Regions from separate parts of the Arachis hypogaea genome. Here region 2 is linked to region 1. A link is a contact called in public Hi-C data. All regions are on one chromosome and are shown on one strand. The core of a region is the stretch at or near the end of the contact, and the rest is flanking DNA. Distances in the headings are between cores, read along the strand shown.

The links. A called contact is a pair of places that touch in the nucleus more often than the background predicts.
Region 2: a contact with region 1 is called in a Hi-C map of leaf, with 2.7 times the contacts expected there. The contact joins the promoter of LOC112743692 here to the promoter of LOC112742910 in region 1. A contact is called at or near these places in 2 of 8 Hi-C or Micro-C datasets (leaf and an unstated tissue).

What each region holds. Positions count from the first base shown.
Region 1 is chr14:110,869,528-110,876,301 of arahy.Tifrunner.gnm2.J5K5, reverse strand. It overlaps LOC112742910, which reads right to left and starts at 5,137. Exons shown (of 1, transcript XM_025792153.1): 1 at 4,301-5,137. The coding sequence starts at 5,137. The coding sequence ends at 4,301. LOC112743689 (ethylene-overproduction protein 1) reads right to left here. Exons shown (of 6, transcript XR_011871066.1): 4 at 6,085-6,612; 5 at 5,765-5,999; 6 at 243-5,022. It overlaps LOC112742911 (scarecrow-like protein 26), which reads left to right and starts at 591. Exons shown (of 1, transcript XM_025792154.1): 1 at 591-2,132. The coding sequence starts at 591. The coding sequence ends at 2,132.
Region 2 is chr14:111,009,075-111,015,952 of arahy.Tifrunner.gnm2.J5K5, reverse strand. It overlaps LOC112743692 (kinetochore protein SPC24 homolog), which reads right to left and starts at 5,184. Exons shown (of 7, transcript XM_025792988.3): 1 at 4,612-5,184; 2 at 2,699-2,826; 3 at 1,682-1,909; 4 at 883-1,024; 5 at 659-760; 6 at 480-553; 7 at 90-376. The coding sequence starts at 1,859. The coding sequence ends at 261.

The DNA.
Region 1 (6,774 bases), core at 3,888-6,387:
GTAAGCGGATATAAATTTGATCACCATCAATTTTATTATATATTATAATATATTAAGAGTGCGTGTTAGTCAGATCGAGTTGGGTTAGGTCTAGACTCGCACTTGACCCAGTACACAACTTAATCTGCTTCATTCTCAATCCGATCCAAATGAATTAGATAGAATTGAATAACTGTAAATAGAATTAATATTGCCAACCATACTCATGAATTTAAAACTTTGATGCGAGGGACTCTTAATTATTAAAATAAACAGAATGTGTTATTTATACGTAAGAATTTCATGACTCAGCTCTCTTCCTGTTTTCTCATGTGTTCAAGAACTTGCGAGGCAACCTTAAAAAATGTTATATTGAAAGAAAAACTTTCATAAATAGAATAATAATTATCTCTAGGTGCTATAGCTACTTCCTGTAGGCTGGCTCTTAATTTGTCTCCACTTTGTTCATCAGCATACTTTTGCTATAAATACCAAACACTGTTATTAACCATTTACAAAACAAACTCATCCAAATTGAAACAAGACCCTCATCCGCTGTGGTATGTGTTGAATATATCCAATTAAAATTAATTAAAAAAAAAAAAGAAAAGATGATGCAGTCTAATGAGATTCTTCAATCTCCATCCTCACTCTTTGATGAGCCATATTATTATTATGGGTTGAGTAGCATGGATGAAGATGGTGATGATTATGGATTCAGTGCCATATTCAACACTTGTTCATCAGAAAACACCATCTTCACGAATGAATATGATCATCACATTCAATACACAATCGATGATGAAACCTTGCAACTCCAACCCTTGATCCATGATTTCCCAATGAAATTCCACGATCTGACTCACCAGTTTCTTGAGAGTGAAGGAAGCATCATCCCTTCACAAGAAGCATATAGTCCCACCCAGTCATTCAATTCAGACATGTCCTCATCATCATCGACACCACTGAACTTGCCTCAACCGAACACGCAAATCGAGAACCACTTGATCCTTCCGCACTTGGTGGACGCCATTGGAGAAGCCTTGGAGAATCGACACAAAGCGCTCGCTGAAGAGATCTTGAGATGCATCAGCAACAAACTCAGCCCTCTCTCCCAAACCGTTGACGAGCGCCTCCACTTTTACATGTCGCTAGCAACCGCCGCAAACAACGGAGACTATTTGAAAGGGGAAGCCTTGAAGAACTCTGACGCTGCTTTCAGGGCATTCTATCAAGGAACCCCTTTCGGCAAATTCGCTCACTTTGTGGCCCTTTCTGCAATTATTGAAAACATGCCGCCAGACTGTGATGCCGTACACGTGGTGGACTCTTACATGGGAATTGGGATCCAATGGATTCCAATGATTGAGGCCATGGCTCGGAGGAACATAACACAATTCAAATTGACATCAATCAGTTCCGGTCATCATCAGCAAGGGCATGATGGTAATTCCACTACTCCTTGGATTTCTGAGGAAACTAAGAGGCATCTCTATGAGCATGCAAGATCGTGGGGATTGAATCTGAAGGTGGAGGAAAAGGGAATTGAGGAACTTGTTAGTGAGTTGAAGAATGTGAAGAAAAGTGGTGGCAGTGGCATCAGAGAGTTTTTGGCCTTCAATTGCATGCTTAACCTGCCACATATGGCCAATAGAAGCAGCAGAAAACAAGCCATGGAATTTCTGAAGCTGGCTAAGGATTTGATCAATGGCTCTGGGAACAAGGGAATCATCACTTTTGGTGATGGTGATGCGTTTGAGAAACTCAAGACCAGCATGAATTTCAAGGCATTCTTTGATGGTCATTTGGTGCATTACCATGCCTTAATGGAATCAATTGAGTCATGTTTCCCAACAAGTTTCTCAGAGGCAAGGACTCTTATAGAGTCCCTATTTGTGGCGCCTCATGTGTCTCCTTTTGCTTGGTTACAAAATTGGCAAGAGATGGAGAGGGATTCTTGCCATGTTCCTGGGGAAACTGAAATTGGACTAGAAGGTTGCAGATTGAGCACAAGCATTTTAATGGAAGTAAGAGAAATGTTGAGAGGTAGTGGAGGTTCGTATGAGACAAGGATTGAAGGGCAAAATGGGAATGAAATTGTTCTGGCATGGAAAGGAACAGAACTAGTGAGAGTTTCTGCTTGGAGAAACTAAAGCTAATAATAAATAGCTAATTAAAAGCCAAGGAGTACATAGTACACAGTTTTTTTTTTTTTCTTTCTTTTTTGCACATCAGAAATCTTTTGGGTATTCATTGTAAGATAGTGGATCGTTTAATGTAAATTAATTTGTACAGATTCATATATGTATATGTCTATGTTTATTCTGTATATGTCTTCTTTCACCATAAAATGAACACAATTTTTAAAGCAATCAAGCGTTGCAAACTATTTTTTCTTTGGCACCAATAAAATATCACCTTTAAGCTTTTACATCTTTTTTTCAGACATTAAGTTCCTAAACATAAAAAAAATCTTTGAATGTACTTTTCTATAATCTATTCAAATTAATCTTAAAATGCATCATGAAGAGTTGATTTTATTCTTTGGCTTGTAAACCTGAAGTTATGAAGCCGGGTTATAACAAGTAAAAATAGCATCAAAGAAGAAGTTCCAATGAGAAAAATATGATTTAATGAAGTAAATTCCTGGTATTTAATTCATGATCTTCTGTGGCAGAACATAGGTCTTGACCTCTTGAAAATTAGTTATGATCATCATATTCTTAGAAATGATAATCACGAATTAGGATGTTCATGGATTAAGTTGAGCCAGGTTTAATTAGATTGGACTCAACTCTAAAAGGGTTGTTGAGTTTATTTTGACCCAATCCAAGAGTGATTCGAAATAGATTAGATTAAACTGGAATTAATTCGATGTAAAATCAGTATATATAAATTTGTAAGTTTTATATACTAAAGTAATAATGTTTTATTTTTAATAATTAAATTTAACAAATTTTATATCATATTTATACTAAAATAAATTATTTTAAAGTAAAAATAATACCGTATAATATGAAAAATATTAATTAAAATATAAAAATATAATATGACATTACTAATTTCACTCTAAAATATATATTTTTATTATAAAAAACAATTTCGAAGCAAGTCGGATGACCCAAGCATAATTCAAATCTGATTCGAAAATAACACAGGATAAAAATGATAAATTCAAACACGGTAAAATATGCCTTAGATCTGAACCGGATTTTGGGTGGGTCCAAATCTTGAACACGCCTAATCATGAAACAAACTTTTGCTTTATTTATTGACCGTTCTTGATATTCATGCATCTTTCTCTGTGACTCAAAACATCAATTGACCTCATGTTAAAATTAAAGGGGTTACAGAAGATGTTAGATTCCATTTGACTGAGGCCAATGAAGGAAAATCCATAATCTATGATCTGATAATTAGCAAATTATTTCCAGAAAATGTCCATCCTATTAGAAAATTGGACTTAATAAAGGATAATTATCAGAAAAATCATCCGTATATATAATAATAATATTATCTCATGCAGGCCTTGTCAACTGTAGAACATAGAAGTTAATTTTAATACAACTTCTGCCTGGCTTTTGTACGTAATTTGTGTATTTTCCAGTTTTTGCAGATTCCTACCTAAGAGAGAAGCACGTAAGAGCTCACACGCAACCAAAATATGAATCACGAACCTTAAATTAATTATTTATTATGTCAATTAATAAAGCCATTAACCAATCATGGACTATTTTTCAATGTGTTGGAGATGGAACAAGGAAAGAAGGCCCTAGTAGTTTTCCAAGTGTCCTTCCTATTTTCCTAACTAAAATCCAAAGTACATTTTTTTTATACATCTCATTTTGGCATATGACTTTAAACAGGTAACTGAGTAATGGCAACAAAATATGAATAGAATAAAAAAAGGAAAGAATAAACTAATGGCTACAAGATCAGGCCAGTCAAAGAGCATAATTAGTAAGAAATCACCTTGATGCCTTGTATGCTACAAGAAAACAGATTCAATTTCCTCTACCAATGCGAAATTCGGTATGCTTTATCAACCATGCTATGTGTACAAAAATCAGCCACCAAATTAGTTACCTGTATAAAATACATGCTGAAATACAAAATACACATTAAAAATAAGTTGAACAATACATGTATTTATACACAAATACATAGTAACTGATTTAATAGCTGGTTTTTTATGTGCACATAGCATTTCTTGTGTTCTATATGTACCTCTAAACATTCAGTGCGCCGAGAAATATAACCTAACATTAGTAAAATGCTTAGTGCAAACCTAGACTTTGATGAAAAGAAAAAAAAATTACTTTCAAATATCTCCTTTGATACTTTTACTAGTCTTGTGAACTGATGAACAATGCTTCTTGTTTTTCAAACTCTGCTGATGCTTCTGCACTTTTGTGGAGCATGTCATCACAGGGCTCTTTATAGCACAAAGCTTGTGCTTCATACGCCAAGGGAACAGAAGTTGAAGGCCACAACCCTTTGGAGAAGAAGCATATGAGTGCCTTGAATTACTGCAAGTATCACAACCTTTCTTGTTGTAACCATTGTTTGGAAAATGTGCAGAAGATGATGCTGCCAATGCAGTGGCATCAGGGAGAAAGCGATTAATCATATAGCTTGAACATTGATCAACATTAGATTCTGAAAGCTTTAATCTCAACACATCATTGCTGCTACTGTGATTTGTCTCTGATTGTTGGACAACAATGTCTAATGCCTCTGATAAAGAAAAAAGTTCCATAGCATCTGAATAAACTTCACTATTCTTCTTGTTCTCATTGTCATCATCGTCGTCATCATCACCATCACAACCATCATCTTGATCAAATGAAAGAACAGCATTACCTAAGTCAGCTTCAGCTGCTGCTCTTGGAAGATGCTGAAGGCAAGGTGGTAATTGGAGCCGAGGCGTTTCTACATCTCGGTCGTGGATGTTATTGCTCCTCTCTTGGTTTTTCGGCTTGCCTGGGGCTTGCTCCCATGAAAATGGAATACTTGTGCTTTGTAACATACTAAGTGATGTACCTGCAACAACTGAATTAGCAAGACGCCTTGTTGATAGAAGGGGTGCATTGAAGTTTAACATTCTGCGGCATTCCAAATCCATTGTCATAATATTTTGTTCTGCTTGTTCTTCCATTTTTGGTAAGCTTCTATAACAGCAACAACGGAGAAGATATTTGGGGGAAGAAAAAAAATAGGAGGATATGAAATCAAGTTAGGTGGAATACATAAAAACAGTTGAAACTATGGACCTCTCATGAAAATCATTAAAACTAAAGTCTTGCTTTAAATTTGTCACAGGTGGGTTTAAAAGCCACCTTCACGTGGGAAGAGAAACAACATACCAGATCTTTTTTTTCTTTTACAGTAAATATTTGAAGGTTATAAATTCACATTTTCAATAACATTTAACAAGGTAACATGAAGCTAATGTAAATAATAAAAAAATGGCATATGAATTTCTCATGTACGAATTACATATACACATCCACATTCCACACCATTAAATTTTCACAATTTTTAACATGATCTGATTGATCTGAACAGGATAGAAGAATCCTCTTCCCCAAAAATAAGTGCATATAGTAAAAGTTGGGGAAAAAGAACAAAAAATAAAAGGAAACAGTCGAGAATAATTGAGCGCATGACAAATCCTATAGATGGTGATGGAGATAGCAGTTTACGTAGAACTTATCACAAATACCATTGAAATAGCTGAGAAAAAAATCTGTTTATATAACAGTGGCAAAAGGTTACAACTTACAGCATGATGTGAATCGGCAATTGCTCAGCCAAAAATATGGTGGCAAATACTGAATCTTTTACATGACAAATTGACTTGTATAGACAAGTTTTGTCTAAAACTTTATCACCATTCTTACTGGTGAGGCCTAGTCAAGAATAGCAACAGCAGCAGCTGTTTGCTCCCCTACTTTCCATTCAGTTTCAATCGATCCAAATTATGTCTCTAAATTCTCTTTTCCTTCTGTATTCTGCATCTAGAAGGCCAGCCTATGAGAACGATATATATAGACCGTACTCTTTCTAGAGACCATTCAATAGATAAATAGAATTGATGATTACCAGGCTGTTAGGTGTAAAATGGTGCAGGTCAACAAGAATAGTATTGCCCCTTTATGGTTGAACAGGACAATGAGACATTGAGACACTGAAGATAACAATGTTAGTGGCCTTCCTTCTGACATGGACTCTCAAGACTGTATTTCAGTCCCACTGTCTCTCTCACTCACTCTATCTCTTCCTTAGTGCACCAAAGATATTTGTGTCCTACCATGTCCACATATTTTGTGTCCACATATTTTACACTAACCAAATGCAACCTAGAGAACAAGGAAAACCTGATTATTGATCTGTGATTCTCTCACTTTTGTTCATTAATTTGCTCTCGTGCTTTATTGCGGAGATCTAATGTCTCAGAATGGCCAGGATCAAGACAAAGGGCAGCTTCACAATCCTGGACAGTAGAAGCATAATCACCCATTGAATCATAAAATGCTGCTCGAAGATGCAAAAGTTGCAGATCTGGCTTGAAATTGATGGCCCTTGAAAGCTCCACTATTGCTTCATCTTCCTTGTGATCATCCATCAAAACTGATATATAGAGGTTGCATGTCAGTAAAAGTTGTGGGAGCAGTTTACTAGCTGGTTTCAATGATTTAAGACTTAATCATGATCACATCCAACAAACATGAAGTTCAGTATGAGCACAGTACAATATTAAAACAATAAGGCTCTAACAAATTCGGTCATCAA
Region 2 (6,878 bases), core at 3,935-6,434, 140 kb before region 1:
CAAATTGTAACGAATCAAACTATTATCTGATTCTAGGCATAAAACAATCCATGAAATTGAATATCTAAAGGTATACTCTCCTGGCTAACTAGTCAAAAAATAAACATTGCAGGATTGTCATTCATGTTAAATTAGCATATAACATAAATTCTTACACCATTGAACAAGTGACGACATGATTCTATGATAGTATGATGTCACTCAAAGTTGGGAAATTATATAGTTACAATAATCATCTGAAAAACAGACATGTTTGTTGTTTAACACAAATCTGCACTTATTCTTTTCCAAATGTCACTACATACATCAAGGGGAGTCATCATTGATGTGTCATATTCAAACTTCTCGGCTGCATTTTTATCCTTGTCAACAATATCTGCAATAATGATTAAGGAACAAGCATATTTTGCATTCTAAAGGACCTAAAAAGGAAGAAAGAGATGCAGGAACAAAGAATAGTAAACTCAACAAAAGGATACAGCCTGAAATTTTGGAGGGATCATCCAAGTCTGGTAAAATATTTGAGACACAAGCATACATTGAAAGTAGCTTCCTGAAACACAAGAGAATAATGCAATTCTTTATGTTCTAATCTATATGGAATTGTGTATAAGACTATAAGTTAAGATTTCTCACTAGTTTATAACAATTTACTTACTCTTTCCTTCGCTTATCTTTGTCAATTTTCAATAAAGCCTTCTTTCGCTCTTGGACAGAATTTTGCTGCTGCATTAGTTCATTAAACTCAACCCCAATGGTTGTGTTGAATCAAAATAGATGGTAAGAACTAAGAAGATATGTCATCCAGAAAGTCGGCAATCACGAGAAAAACACGCACACACGAATACACAATTAGAAATATGAAAACATCTAGACACTTATCTAAATTCCTCTTTCAGAAAGTTCTCTTTCTCAAGTTCCTCATCCAGCTCTCTCTGAAGAAGGTCTAGTTCTGCATCAGAAGCACTCTCACATCTAGCTTCCTCTTTTTTCTGCTTGCATGCATCTATCTTTTTCTGACAATCTGATTCGCATACAAACTAATCAACCATACAGCTAGAAGGCCCACTCATCATAATTATCATGAAATAGATAACTTGAATTCGAATGGGGAGATATAAAATAGAATTGGTTGTAATGGAGTTCTTTCTTCAATCACAGAGAAGGCACAAGTACATATTAAACCTATTAATGAGTGAATCAGAGGCAAAGATTATAAAATCTAAGGAACTTGCACCTTTCCATGTAAGATTGTCATAATTTAGACTGAACTTATATTGTATATAAGTAAACCATAGAGGCAAATTTGCTAGCTTTGTAAAATAGAAAGACATTGCTTAAAACTTATGCTCTGCTTTTAAATGAATTATATGTATGATATTGTTCAAATGTTCAAAATCATAAGAAAGACTTGTGAGTTGATACCAGAAATTGAAGATCAACATCTTCATCAAAGTTGCAACATTAGCAGCTACGACATCCGAGGTAACCAAATAACCAATGTACATACCCCTCATCATCATAAAATGAATTTTTTGAACAAAATAAAATTCTCAAATTCCCACCTTTTCTCTTTCTACCATTGCATTGCAAAATTTGAATAGTACCTACTAAAATGGAACAAAATCGCGGCACAAGATGAGTTAAAAAGAACAACAAAAATTGGAGGAATGAAAAAGACCTTGGAGCAAGTTGCGGACATGGTTGAGGTCGGAATTGCAGGTGGAAGAGAGGGAAGTAGTGCGTTGGAGACATAGAGCAAGGTTGTCGATGTCGTGCTGATCCGGCAGAATCTTGACAAGGTCGTCGCACCAGGAGATCAACTTCTCTACGTCGATGGTTCTAGAAGGATCCACCATTGGAAATCTGAGTGGGAAAAAGGGAAAGGTAGTCTCTTCTGTGCGTTCCTCTTCACAATACCAAGAGTAAATAGAAATTAGAAAACAAGAGACACAAATATATGTTCTAGCAGGAAAAAGAACTAGGGGTGTCATTTTTTTTCATAAACTGAACTGAACAAACCAAACTCTCATTTTCACATAACAAGCTCTCTCTCTCTCTCTCTCTCTCGCTCTCGCTCGCTCGCACGCACGCACGCACGCACGCACACACACACACACACAGAAGTCCGAACCCTCAAGTTGTCAAATTTGAGATACTTTACTTCACTTTCAAAGTTGATCAAGTATGGATGGAAGTCCCGAATTGTAATTAAAATCATGAGAAGAATTAGTATCAATTTTGTAGTCAAACTCCTTGATTCTGGAAAATAAATTACATATCAACACAAGTTTCAAGTGGATAGGGAATCATCCATATTGTGGCATTCTTAAATATTTCAATATATTTAAGACTCCACTGTGTTCTTTTGTCCTTCTTATTATTCTTAAACATTTCAATATATTTCATGCTATATATATGCCCAGAAATTAATTAGTGTCATGATGATGCTACTACATCATTGTATTCTTCAACATTCTTATTCATTTCAGCGGACCACAGGAAAATATAATTACATTACACATACCTTTACACAGTACATATTACTTATTATTTAAGGCCCAAGCACTGATGTCAATTATTTAATTTGTCAAACATTTGAATCGCGGAGTTTGAGTTGAACAAATCACCAAGCATGAAGAAGTAGTTAAAAACAAAATCAAGAGGCTACAAAAACCTGAAGAAGTGAGATTCTTACTGTTTATGCAGCAGCAGCTACCTAGCTTTCTAAAACAGTAATCATCCACGAAAGGTAGAAGCTTTGAACGAAATGGAGCATACCCAGATGTAAGACGGCTGCAATTACTGTCTCCCCTGGTTCCAATCCTATTAAAACATAAAGATAGGACAAGGGTAATCAACGGCAAATAGAAAAAGAAAATATGGATGAACTGCATACAAAACTGTACAAGATAAAATAATAACTTGAATGCCAAAATCATATTGCACTTGCAGCAGCTTTAAACCATGATTTGAAACTTGTTCTTGCTGGAAAATAATGTGTATAATTAAACGAAACTAAGAAATACAGAACGCGGAGCCCGTTCCTAATGCTCTCCAATCCGGAAGTAAGCAACGAAAGCGGCCAAAGAGGTGTGCTAGGGTTTAGCCATTGGTAATGGTGCACCGTAGCATCATGGGAGTTTTTTATGTTTGCAAGGTTCTAAAAACCGAACCGGTCATCAAACCACTCCGATCACTGGTTCACTGGTTTACTGGTCCAATTGATTTAATCGTAGTCCAACCGGAAAAACCGTTTTATAATAAAATAATAAATAAATTATAAATAAACACCCTAGTACATACTTGTAGTCTAACACAAACTTAGTCATTCCATAAGAAAATCATCACCATCTAAAGCAAAATGCAATTCCAATCAATGAATACTATTCAGTAAGTCAACCTAATCATTTAATAAGTTAATAAGTTCAAACAAAATGCAATTATAATCATTTAATAAGTTAATACTATACAATCCTTACAACTGAGTAGCAAGACCTCTTTTGCAATTAAGCTCAACCTAATCACTAAACCAAACCTTCTCAAAACACAATAGTTATCAAAATTTATCACAATCTAAACTCATATCTAACAAACAGCTCAAAACTCCAGGCCATCAACAAACACCAACACAGGCAACAAAGATCAAAGATATCATCAAATTGAAAAATAAAATAAAACAAAATAACGATCATACCTGACCACACCCAACTGCACAAATCTCCTGTGTGGTGAACAGAGCATATTGGAAAAGAAAAAATGGAAGAGAATACAATCCCCAATTGGAAGAGAATAATGAAAACATTCAGCATATAATGACTGAGGCAGAAAACAGTCCCAACAGAGCATATTGGAAGAGAAAAAATGGAAGATAGTCACAATCTAAGCAAATGCTTCTTGATTGGCAGAAAATATTATTAGTATGAGCAAATGCCTCTTGATTTATATTATCATCCATAACTGAAATTAACAGTTACAATCTAAGCACAAGATTAAGAAACTAACTCCTATAAGAATTAAGAAACCTGTAATTCAATTCCAAAGATTTATTAACGGAAATAACATGTTGATAGCAAAATCGCTAATCAAATGCCAAAGTGACATTCATTTTTGTTTTCAATAATGATTAATTACAAAACTTCTTTTATGATTTTGCAAAGGAATGGCCACAAAACCCCACATATAATGAAATCAAATTGTAATTAAAAAGAGAACACAGATAGTAGTAGAGATATAATGCTTCTCCTACAGAAACCAAATTCCAGTAAATTCACTAAGCATCAATTCAACAAGCCCGTATCAATTTATCACAAGAATCAGTATCAATTTATCATCAAGAAGTAAGCCAGTAACAGACTTAATCAACCAAGAGTCCAAGAACAAGCACTGACTGATTTACCTTCGGCGAGGGCAGTGAGCAGAGATTTGAGTTAGAGCGACGGACGACATATCATAAGAGATCAGAGTTCACAAAGACACACAAAATTAACTAATTTTTTTTTTTTTAACAAAATCATTCTGAACACATTAAAACTAAATTAACCAAATCACATTTTCTTATAAACAACTGATTAGAAACAAAAAAAAAGTAAGCAAGAAAAATTAACTAACCTTCGGTGGTCTTCGAACGAGCAGAGTAGGAAGGAGAGGGAGCAACAATGTGACGTGGAGAAGCTGGCGGCAGCGACGAGCACACGACGGACGACGAAGCTGGACCTGGCGATGGAACGGACGACGAAACTGGACCAGGCAAAGAAGCTGGTGACGCGCGAAGAAAAGAAGCTGGCGAAGAACGGCGGGACGGCGGCGGTGAGAAGAACGACGGCAACAATGGAAGCTAGGGTTTGTCACCTTTTTTTCTTTCTCTGAGAGAGGGAAGCTTGGTTGAAGGTTTCAAGGTGACTGAGAGCAATGGGCGGTGGCGTGATTCTCACTCCCTGCGGCGGTGGGGAAGACTTCTGTGACCTAGGGTTGTGATTTGGGGGTGGGGGACTGCAGCGCAGAGGAATGGGGGTGACTGGGTGAGGACCGAAGAGAAACTGGCGCGTTCTTTTTCTTAACAAAGAAACCACGTCGCTTCAAGAAATCCGATGGGGTCCCGATTCAGTTCGTCCAGCCGATTCAATGATTTTTAGCCAATTTTTAAAATGGTAAAGTATTAAATTAGTCTTTGGCCATAATTCTATTTTGGTCTTTAAAGTTTAAAGTATCCTATTTGAATTCAAAAAAAAATTCATTTAGCTTTAATATAGTGTCAAAGTTAAATAATTAATGAAATGTCCTACATAACAGCAGTATAAGAACAAGGTCGATAATTTGGAGAACAAGTACAAATTTCAGAGGCACAAAATCAACCGTGAATGTATTAATATATTTATTTATCATTCTCTTTACTTCTATAGAAAATATTTCATTTAAATTGTAAGAAGAATGATAAATAAATGTATTGATGCATCTACGATTGATTTTGGGCCTCTAGAACTTGTACTTGTTCTCCCGATTATCGATATTGTTGCTGTCATGTATGTAGGGTATTCTGTTAATTATTTAACTTTGATCTCACGGTGGGACTATATTAAAACTAAAGAGGTAATGACCAAATCAGTATTCGAAAGATTCAAACGCTGACATTATGGTACCTCACTATTGTTATTGACAAAATGGTCCTTAAAAGAGTTTAAAATTTGACAAGCGTACCCACGAGTTCGCCGGAGCACATCTCCGGCAAGTACAGTGCTGACATGGCTACTACATTTTGATGACATGGCAACCCCCCTCCCCCACCCTACTTCCTTTCTTCCTTTCCAATGCACTTCTCCTTCTCCTTTTCCTTCCCCCTCCCCTTCCTGAATGCACTCTCCCCCCTCCCCAACCCTAATCCTTCCCTCCCCTTCCCTAACCCTAATCTCCCATCCCCAACGCACTTCTTCCCTCCTCAATCAAAAATTCCCCTTTCTAAACCCTAATCCCCTTTCCCTTGCCCCTTTGAATTCTAATCCCCTTCTCAACACAGTGTCTCACACTCTCAACTCACTCTCCCCCAAAATAGCAGTGGAGTTCAACCTTCTCAGTTTTACAGAGCTAGTGTCATCGACACCGCACTGTCGCCATCTCGTCATCGGATCTTCTGCGTTCGCCAGTGTCGTCTATCTCCTTCATGGCATTGCGTTGTCTGTGCGTCTTCACCGCTGTCGCCTTCACTGCTAGCCCCCAGTCGCTGCCATGCCTCCTCTGTCTGGGTTCCATTGTGTCGTGCCCCTCTGTGTCTGGTTTTCTTCTTCTATTCTTGCTTTGGTGGTGTTGTATTAAGTTTTATTTTATTTTGATTATTGTATATGAATGTGTTTGTTTTCTCTGAGTTTTATTGTTATTAATTTTTTTGAATGATAATTTAACCTAAAATTTGGGACAATTCATGATTTGGGACAACTCTGTTGATGTTGAGGTTGTTATTGCTGTGAATGGTGGTGTTGAGGGAGGGAGAGGGGAGTGTGCATTGGAAAAAGGGGAGTGGTGGAGATTATTGTTGCTGTTAATATTAAGGCTATTGTTACTGCGAGTGGTGGGGTTGAGGGAGGGAGGGAGGGGTATTGTGCATTGGAGAGGGAGAGTGGTGGAGGTTGTTGTTGCTGTTGATGATAAAGTTGTTGTTGCTGTGAATGGTGGTGTTGAGGGAGAAAGGGAAAGTATACGTTGGGGAAGGGGTTGTGATACGGCGGAGACTACGATGGGGGAAAAGTGTGTGTTGGGGATGAGGGCTGCGACAGGGGGGAGAGGGAAGGGGAGGGAGTGTGCGTTGGGGAGGGAACCTTGGGGGTGGGTTGCCAAGTCACCAAAACACAATGGCCACATCAGCATTGTGCTTGTCGGAAATTTGC